Regions from separate parts of the Canis lupus genome. Here region 1 is linked to region 2. A link is a contact called in public Hi-C data. All regions are on one chromosome and are shown on one strand. The core of a region is the stretch at or near the end of the contact, and the rest is flanking DNA. Distances in the headings are between cores, read along the strand shown.

Region 1 (4,734 bases), core at 1,248-3,747, 410 kb after region 2:
TGCGTTGGAAGCCCACAGTTACACAGATTTCTGGCTTAAACTATCATACGTGTGCACGGCATAGCTCTTATATTTAGGGGGGAAAAGGATGCATTTATATTTCGGTGACATAGAAGTTTGGGAACGGCCAAGACGAGCTGTAGAGTTGAACATTTTGCTGCATTTATTCAGAGCCGGCAACTGTGCAATACCCACCACTGAACACGTGAGGGCGTGCTCAAGCATCGCTGGCCCCTGGTAATTCGACACCTTCCTTTATTTGCATGAACTGCTTTGATTGGACGTTAGGCTTTTAAAACATCAATTCTACGTCAAATCGTTGTCAACCAATCAGCAACCGACTCCAGCGTGATTGGTTTCTCTGGTAGGTGTCAATCATCTGAAATTTGCATACTAGTCCTTGGGTCGCTAGGAGCCTGTCAGTCGGCTGTGGCAGCTGGACAGGAAAGAATCCGACGGAGAAGAATGAAAAATCACTTTGTTCTAACGATACGAAAGAAAAGTATTCTTTTGCTCCTTACTTTAAAATAAATTTAAGTGCGTATTTACCTAATAAAATAAAGACATCCAATTAAACAAAAACAATTATCCAAGCCTTGTTTACCAATTTTATTTGATGCTTGCTGCTTTGAAATATTGATAAGTAGTAGTCAAAGGCAAAATAAAAAGCAAAGAGAATATTAATACTAATAATTATGTATCGTAAATGATTATTTCAAAATTTCAGGAGAGCATGAGGCCTCGGAATAAAAGTACTGTGATAGTGTTTTTAAGAACACTGCTTTCAATACTTAGGCAAGCTGAAAGCACTGCTTCAAAAGAAAAAAAAAATGCACCAACGGGAAAATTTTAAAAGAACATTATTTTGCTTTTAACAGTCATATATCTCTCACACTCTGCTTTTTATCTATTTTACCGTGCACTCAACAGACAGGACGGTAGTTGAATGGAGCATCTGTAATACTTGTATTTGTACTTTCCTTCCCCCACACACACACACACACTCCAGAATGAAAACAAAGGGGAAAAAAAAAATCTCAGGGCCTACTAAGAGCTCACTGCCCATTTTCAATCTCAGAATTCGTAAAACCGAAGCTTTAATTTGCTAGCGACAAAACTCACCCTGGGCGACTGTCATTTTAAAAAAAAAAAAATGTTCACCGCTATAAAACCTTTACTATCTCCCTAAAATATATGCAAACACGAAGCATCGAACTAACAGGTTGTGATAGGAAAACACCCTCCAGCCTTTCCGCCCAGCTCCAACACACCGAAGAAACTTGTCCGAGAGGAGAATTTGGATGCAACAGGGCAACGGAGCCACGTTTCTCCTAACCCGCGGAGCCAGCCCTCGGCTCTCAAGAATTTTGTACGAGGCGTTAACAACCACAGTGCAATAGGCTGCAGTCGTTTCTATGACACGAGCCAGGTTGGGAAATTAATTTTAAACTTCACATTCAATCACTAGCGAATTTTGCCCCCCCTCCCCGGTCGGTATTTTATTTATTTTTGACACTCGTGTCTTACGGGTTGCTACGTATTTCCAGTTTTGTTTTTCTTTCCTCTTTCATTTTTTTTTTTTTTTTACTTCTTTCTCCCTTTCTTTTTGACTTTTTGCTTTTTTCCCGTTTTTTGTTTTTTTTTTTTTTTTCCTTTCTTTCTTTCTTTCAGTTAGGGATTACCACCGAATTTCCGGCGTCTCTGGCAAGTTGGTCCTGATTTGCATGACTACGAGGGACTCAGATGTGCTCGCGCCCGCGTGTACCCGAGCCTGCAGGGGACCGGGCTGGGTGGGAGCTGAGCAAAGGTGGGCAAGAGGTGTGTGGGCTGTGATTTAGTGCGCGCTTCGCAGGAAATGCACACACCGACACAGCGGCAAAATCACATCTCTTCCCGGGTATTTTTAAGTATCTTCTTCAAACACAGTGGAGCATGCCTTCTACTTCTCCTTGCTCCCTTTCCAATTAGCCTACTGCTGGAGACCCTCCCTAAATCGCTTCCAGGCCGTCTCCCAAGCCCGGGGAGTCTAGGTCTGTAACTGTCAGCCCTTCTGACTCAGCGGAAAATGCCCGCGAAGAGGACTGCACCCACAGAGCGGGCAGAGGCAGCCTCAATTCGAGCACTCTTCGCCACCACTATCACCACCAGCACCCCCGCGCCCCCAGCACCCCGCCGCCACCCACTCTCACGCACGCGCAGGCGCGCACAGCTGTCAATCACACGCTCACGCCACAGGGAGCATGCGCACTGCTAGACTCCTGCCCCCGCCGACGCCACGCCCCCTCCGCGCGTCACCTAGCCTGACAGACCAATAAGAGGGCGGACTGGGGGGGCCGGGCTACAGGGAAGCAGCCAATGAGGACGCGGTTGGGAGTCAAGGTTTGAGAGGAGTAAATCCTCCCGTGCTCCACGTTCAGTCGCGCCCGCGATGATTTATGCGTCCCTTTTATTATTTGTAACACTTTGGGAAGTTATTAAAAGGAAGATCTACTGCTTCCTCTTTTTTCGGGTGGAACTGGATGGCAATTTTGTCACTGGCCCCTATTAGGGAAGAGCGAGGCGCGGTGGAAGGCGGTTGGATGCTGGGTTTGTTTGTGTGAGTCCTGTTTTTTATTACAAGACAGATTATCCTTTTCATTACAAGCTGTAGACAGGGCCAACTTAGAAGGTCCTCGTGGCCGAATGATCTTCGATCTCAGGGAGCTGAAACCTGATGCCTTTCGACTTTCTTGTCTGTACTCTTGGCGTTGGGAAGAGCCCCTTAGGAAGGTGTTGCAACCTTTGGTTGCAAGAAAAAGAAATAAGCAACCCCCCCCCACCCCACCCCCCCCCCACCACCACCTCTGCCTTAACACCGAGTAAACCTCGGCCTTTTTCCGCTTGGATGCTCATTAAGAGTTAGTTGACTTTGTAGCGGATGCAATAAAACTTGGATGGTTTCAGGCCCCAAACAATCCTGGTTTCTGTTTTTCTCTCGCCCCAACCACACCCCCAAGGAAATTGCCTTTTCAGCAGGCGCCTGCGGGAAAAAACCGCAGGAGACAGATTCCCCCTGGAGACCTGCAGTTTGGGGGCTAGGGGGAGGCGAGTGCGGGCGGCGGGGCGGGGGGAGGCGGGTGGCGGGAGAGGAGTCTAAAGGTATGGAAATAAAGGGGGGCCAAGGTAAGAGCGCCAGGCGGCAAGGGAGATCTTTCCCGTCCGAGTTTGAATACTCTGGTCAACTAGGAGAGGAATCCACAAACCTGCTGTACCTGGAGGACGCGCTGAGAAGTTAATGGTCACCCACAGAGCCACTGATCACCCCAACCCTGGCTGGGCTTCTGCTCTGCGAAGGAAGATCCATCCCTGAGAGTGGAACAAACGAGAAGGAGCCAAAAGAAAAAGGAAAAAAAAGGGGGGGGGGGGACTTAAATTTACTACTCCCCACCTCCAAATATAAATAACAGATTCTAGCGTAAAACACGATTCCAAGAAGTCAGAGGGGACAGACACTATGTTGCCTCCGTTCACTAGGTCACAGTCAGGAACTTCAGTCTCTGGTCTGGAAGGGTTTTTTTTTTTTTTTTTTTTCATTTTCCTTTTCTCTTTCTTTTTTTTTTTTTAATTATGAAAATCCATATAGGGAAAGTTGCTGGGGGATAGGAGTGGGGTGATGAGAGACCTAGGGAGGAGTTGGAGGAGGCGGGCAGAAAGAATCAAGAACCGTTTGATCGCAGGGCTGAGTTGAAGGAAAACAAAACCGTGAACTTCAAAGCTCGAGCCTAATCCCCTTCAGGTTAATTTCTGCTTCCTAAAAAGTTGATCAGGGTCATAAATCACCTGCCCCGCCCCTGCCGCTCCCGGCTAAGCTCCCGAGGGGTTCTCCCGCTGCCGCCCGCCACTGGGGCGCAGCGGGATTCTCCAGCAGGAGGTCGACTGAGACCCAGGCCTCCCGGGACCGGAGGGCTCCTGGGGCTGGGTGGGCGGACGGAGGCGTGGGAACCCGCTTAACCGGAGGAGATAAGGGTCTCAAGAAGAGCTGGAAAGGGTACAGACCCGACTGTGGAGGTGGCCTCTGCAGATGCAGCTTCCCTGCCACCCGGTCCTAAAGTAAAACCCCACCCTCAAGTGTGTCTGGAACACTGTTTGAAGACGGTTACAGCGTGTTTAGAGATTTGCAAAGCTCTGCCGAGCAGTAAAGATTAGAAGAAAGGCCTGCCTGAGATCTGTCAAATGACTTCCGGTAGCAAGGCTCCCTTTAAACTCGGGCGAGCCCTGCAGCCTCTGATCTTGGCTCGGTCCCGGCCTGTAACTCCACGCTAGACACCGCGCTAGGGGCACCGCGGGACCAGGCGAGCGCTCTGGAGGGGGCCCTGCTTTGGGGATGTGATGGTAAAAGTCAAGTCGAGCCTTTTCCACAGGCTTTTCCGCGCTAAAAGCCCCAAATGTGAACTAAACAACTTGCAGTTGACTGTTAGATTAGGGGGAAATGTCACCTGAAGGCCGGCCCTCCCTAAATGAAAGCCATCCGAGTGGCGGTCAGGGAGACGACCTGCGCTGGAAGGCCAGGAAGGTCTTCATCAGAAAGGCCCACATTCCCAGCAGCAACAACAACTAAACAGAATTTTAAAATCAAGCCCAACACCGTTTGTCAAAAGTCTAAGAGGCAGTGATCCTTGTAGTCCTTGGTCGCTTAGTGGGCTGCAGCTCGTAGGAATTCTCGGCTTTCCGGGATTCTTCCCAGGCGGGCATTAA
Region 2 (4,723 bases), core at 1,918-4,417:
CCTTCGGATTTAAAAAGAATGCTAGGGAATTCTGAAATGATGGCCAAAGATGCAGTGGGAGGAACCTCCGCACACCCGTGTTCTCTTCTGGCACACTTGTTTGGCTCTTAGCATGTGTGCTATGGCACCATGAAAATCAACTACTCCTGGCACGACCCTGTGCAGGATTATTGGGACCATCTCAGAGAGGAGGAAAGTGACTGTCTGAGAGGTAAACAGAGGTAAACTCACTGGGTCACACAGCTAGGAAGTAGTAGAAGCAAGACTCCAACTCGGAGCCTCCTGGCACCAGCACAACCTTCCCCTGTGCTGAGAGTCCCCACCTGCCTCCAGGTGCCTTCTCTCCCTGCTCAGAGAGATGCTGGCAGGCTGAATAAGGACGCACCAATAGGTCCTCACACAAGGGGCTGCTTGGGGAAGGAAAGGTTCTACATAGAGAAGAGATGTTACTTTCCTCTTATTATCTCCATAATAAAACAAAACAAAAAATCTGCTCTTGTCTTCCTGGTGCTGTGGCCCAAGGAGCTAAGCCCCCATGTTTGCTAATGTGAACAGTTGTTCTTTATTCATTTTGGTCAGGGATTTTGGTTTCATCTCCATGGTCAATTTGGGTCAAAGTTTTGGCAGATCATCTTAGTTGTACAGCTGCAGGTATGAAACTGCATTTTCATCGCTGTGATGAATAATCATGAAAAGAAGCAAGCCAGCGACTTTTGGGGGGGTGCTGTGATGGTTAGCATCTTGTGCTTGCTGGTCAGGAATTTGCAGCTCTGCAAAAGCAAGTTAAAACGGGGCTGGGGGGGTGGGGAGGAAAAACCACCAGTACTAACACTTCCCTGGTGTGGGATGAATGGGTGGTGGGCAAGGGAGGGGGTGATAGAGTCACAGAAAGGGTGAAACCTAAGTCTCCAAGAAAAGTGGGCCTTCAATAAACAGAGCAAGATGGAATGAAGAGGAAACCCGACACAGGTGGGGGCAGATGGCCTGCTGGGAGGCTGGAAGGAAAGCTAGCAGCTTGAGGTGGCAGGTTAGGTGGAGGTCCGTGGTGCTGGATGGGGAGACTGAGGCCAGACTGCAGCAGGTGGAGAACCTGGCCAGGGGTTTACCTTACTAAGATCCCTATTTTCTCATGATTTTAAGGAAAAGTGGGGAAGCTTTCTTTGTGGGACAGGAGCTGGATCTGACGTTGTCTTGCAGTCTTTGCCAACACTATGCATGTGAATTCAGATGTTTTAAAAGAAGTTAAGTAGCTGTTTTTAATAATGCCTCCCGTTATTCATTGATAGTATGTGCCAGGCACTGTGCTCAGCACTTTATAGGCATTATCTCCTTTTATTCTCCAATTTTTCTGCGAAGCAGATACCCATATTACCCTCATTTTACAGATGAGGAATTTTAACGTCCTGGAATGCACACATGTGCACTAACCATATATATGCCTAAGTTGCAAGTCTACAATGTTGGAGTTCAGCTTTTCTTCATGCCATACCCCTCTGTATTTACGAGGGGTCATTCATTCTTCAGAGGTCTAGGAAAGCATCCTCTCCAATGTGGAGTGAATCTCTCTTTTCTAGGTAGAGACAATAGTACAGGAAAAGGGTTAAATGTTACACTGAGTATTTAGGACAGTATTAGGACACTTAGGTAGACCTAACAGGTTTTTTTTTTTTTTTTCTTTTTCTTTTTCCCTAAGAATGACGTTTGTGTGTAGAGCTCACATCTTTCTGAGGGAAAGGAACTTATAGCTGCCATTCTGAAAGTTTCCAGTTAGTGGCACTACTTCATCAGTGATTCCACACCCTTTCCCAGGGTTTGATGGGCTTGGGTGAAATGCAAGTTCAGAAAAGCATAATATGCACATATTTTCTGATCTATGATTTTATCAGGATCCATGATTTTTCACGACTAGATTTTATGAAGTCATACAGATCAGAATAAATCAAGAACTTAAAAAAATTAAACTGTTTTCAACAACATTCAGCTAATGTTTCAGAACTGCTCTGAAGCAATTGTTACAAATTTAAACCCCACCACAGTTTGGGGTGAATTCTCTCTTATTGGAAATGGAGTGTCATATACAACAAGATTATAATGTTGGAGCATAAGCGACAATACCAAACAAATATTTTATAGAGTAAACGGGGAAAGTTACCCCCCTCAGACCAAGTATAAAATGAACTCTAATCTTTTAAAATCAGATGAAAACTTTACTGATAAAATGAAAGCTTTCTCTTCAGATACATAGCCACAAACTTCAAGAGATTTTTCTTTTTGATTGTAGCCTTATCTTTCCCCCTGAAAGGCCTTTGAAGGGGTATCTTAGTATTCGTCATATTAGTGAAAGGACCTGATTTGGGTCCTCATACATGTTTCCAGGCCAAATGGTTAAATATTTGATGTTTTTGTACCACTGTTTCCTGAGGATCTTGCCTCTCCTTTGTTTTATTAGCAATACCCGGCATACCCATGGCCCCAGAGAAGGGGCATTGCACTGTTTATTCTCTTGGAAGCAGCACTAAAGCATTATTTCCCTCCCCAAACAATGTTTCTAAACATTCTCTCTGATTACACAAAATTTTTCGTCTGTCCAGCTAACCCATATATTTTAAGAGACATTTTCAAACAAGTATGTTCAGGAACTCAAGTGTTCAGGGACAAAATACAGCCCTCTGTGCAGCGTCTAGAAGTTAAGTTGCCTCCTAATAAATATACAGCATGTGTAACTGCGGGCTTGGGAGGTCTGTTCATATTCGTGGGAGTTAACAGCATAAATTCCAAGGGAATTCAGAGAACAGACACTTAGAATAACACAGTAAAGTCGCACTAACTGCAGTATACTCAACACAGCCTGTTTAATGTGGTGTGATTTTTATTAGGTAATGTGTTGCACATTAAGCCAGAAAACAAAAACAACTAAATAAGCAAAACTTGGGATAATCTCTTTGTAAATGTTTAATGGAAACAAAGCTGAGAAAACCACTCATCTGAATTGGATAACAAAGAGATTTTGTGTGGGGGTTTTCCCAGCCGTGCTCTGCAGTCTGATAACTGATAATCAGCAATCAGGTTTCCAGAATTCCTTGTCTACTGCTTTTAACTGACGCTCTTCACAGTCATGATGAGCACAACTCATGCCAGTGGGACACTTGCTCTCTGCCAGAGCCCCCCAGTGTCGCCCTGGGAGCAGTTTGTATTTCTTGGTGAAGGTTATCGTTATTTACCCATGTCATGGGTCAGCAGAAGAAAACCCAATGCCTTAACAGGGTATAGGGCCGTCGGCCTCTGTGACTTGCCAGTCTGGGGTTCTACAGTGGATCTTACTCTAATCAGAAGTTCGGCAGCTGCCAGGCTTTCCATGGAAATGAGGGGTGGCCTTGGTGGGCTACTTGTACTCATTGTCTCGATCAGTAAAAAAATTAAACACAGGGATATGCTTGCCTCATTTGCTTCACCGACTGAGCTGAAAAATCCAAAGTGAGTCTATGAGGAATATATACAAAAATTCTTCTCTTTTTTGTTCTCTCCATATCCCACTCCCCTTCATTAAAAGTGACTGGGTATCCTGAAAAATGCCTTTCATTTCATGGTAAGTAGATAAAACTTTTCCACTGTTAATATTCTGCATCAAAAACCATTATCCCAGTGTCTTTTCTGGAATAAACCCTTGTAAACCTACCTCCCACGGAGAACATAAGATATTGAGATTAAAAAATATAGATAGATGGTTAACTCTACTGCATTTATTAACGAGCTCTCTATTAGATAATGAAGGAGCCTTTAAGAAGTGAGGCTCATACCCACAAAGAAAGGATAATCTTTGTAGGTACTTTAGTATGGTGTATCATTTTGTGTTCTATAATTTTTTTCGTTTAGGGAAATACTTTCTAGTAGTCAGAAATGCACTATTTACTTTTCTAATGTCCAGTTAATGCACATTATCCATAAGTGGGAAAAAAGTAACTATTAATGACACCGCTGTGAGTGGTCAAGGTGGTAGACGTTTTTACTCTTAACTGCACTGAATGGCATTCACTATCAGTGAGGTCATTATTTTGCCCTTTCAAAAGTAATCATAATAACCTGGTATAATTGCTTAAGATGCAATTATACCACACACAAAAATGCTAACGATATATTAACATCTGCAGAGGTATCTCCATGGTCCCAAAGCAGAAAATTCATGAAATCTTAAAATCTCTCAACGTGTTGCCCGCCCTTAAAGAAAGTTTATATCAGATCTCTTAACTGCTGCTGTATTTTTCCCTTACAGCTTTCACTTAAATAACTAGGGGTGGTCATCAGACAATAAATTCTCTCTGATATCCCTTCCAATTTCCTTCAAGATGGAGTGCAGCTTGCCCCTGAGAAATTTAAAACGCTTTTGTTTGTTGTGGCTTAAATTGCCTCCTGCTTTTTTTTTTTTCTGGGTAGTTGCAGCTGATAATAGTAAGAAAAAATGAGACTGCTCTAGAGAATATACCATTTAAAAATATATTTTCACCACCCTTATTCCCTTTCGAAATAATGTTTCTGTTAGTGATTAAATAAGGAGTTTAAGAGTGGGTGTCACAGTGTCTATAAATAAACTTGAGAACATGCATTATAAAGAGCCATATTTTTACGATCTCATCTCCACTAAACAAAACAATATTTTCTGGCACCTGTACACTCAGTGTTTCATGTAGTTCTTATTATGGAATTTCCTTTCTCCTTTTGAGATCGA

What was found. Hi-C and Micro-C count contacts between places; a contact is called where the count stands out from the background.
Region 1: a contact with region 2 is called in a Hi-C map of skin fibroblasts, with 6 times the contacts expected there. The contact joins two enhancer-like sites. A contact is called at or near these places in 2 of 9 Hi-C or Micro-C datasets (amygdala and skin fibroblasts).

Annotation. Positions count from the first base shown.
Region 1 is chr14:39,310,889-39,315,622 of UU_Cfam_GSD_1.0, forward strand. No RefSeq gene overlaps it. Among named protein-coding and RNA genes, the nearest start is that of MIR148A, 80 kb to the right of the region's middle. Within about 2 kb of position 2,498, at least 9 of the 20 cell types and tissues checked have an H3K27ac peak or open chromatin away from gene starts, as enhancers often do.
Region 2 is chr14:38,902,659-38,907,381 of UU_Cfam_GSD_1.0, forward strand. All of the region lies in intron 1 of LOC106559715 (a long non-coding RNA gene), which reads left to right. Among named protein-coding and RNA genes, the nearest start is that of NPVF, 160 kb to the left of the region's middle. Within about 2 kb of position 3,168, at least 2 of the 20 cell types and tissues checked have an H3K27ac peak or open chromatin away from gene starts, as enhancers often do.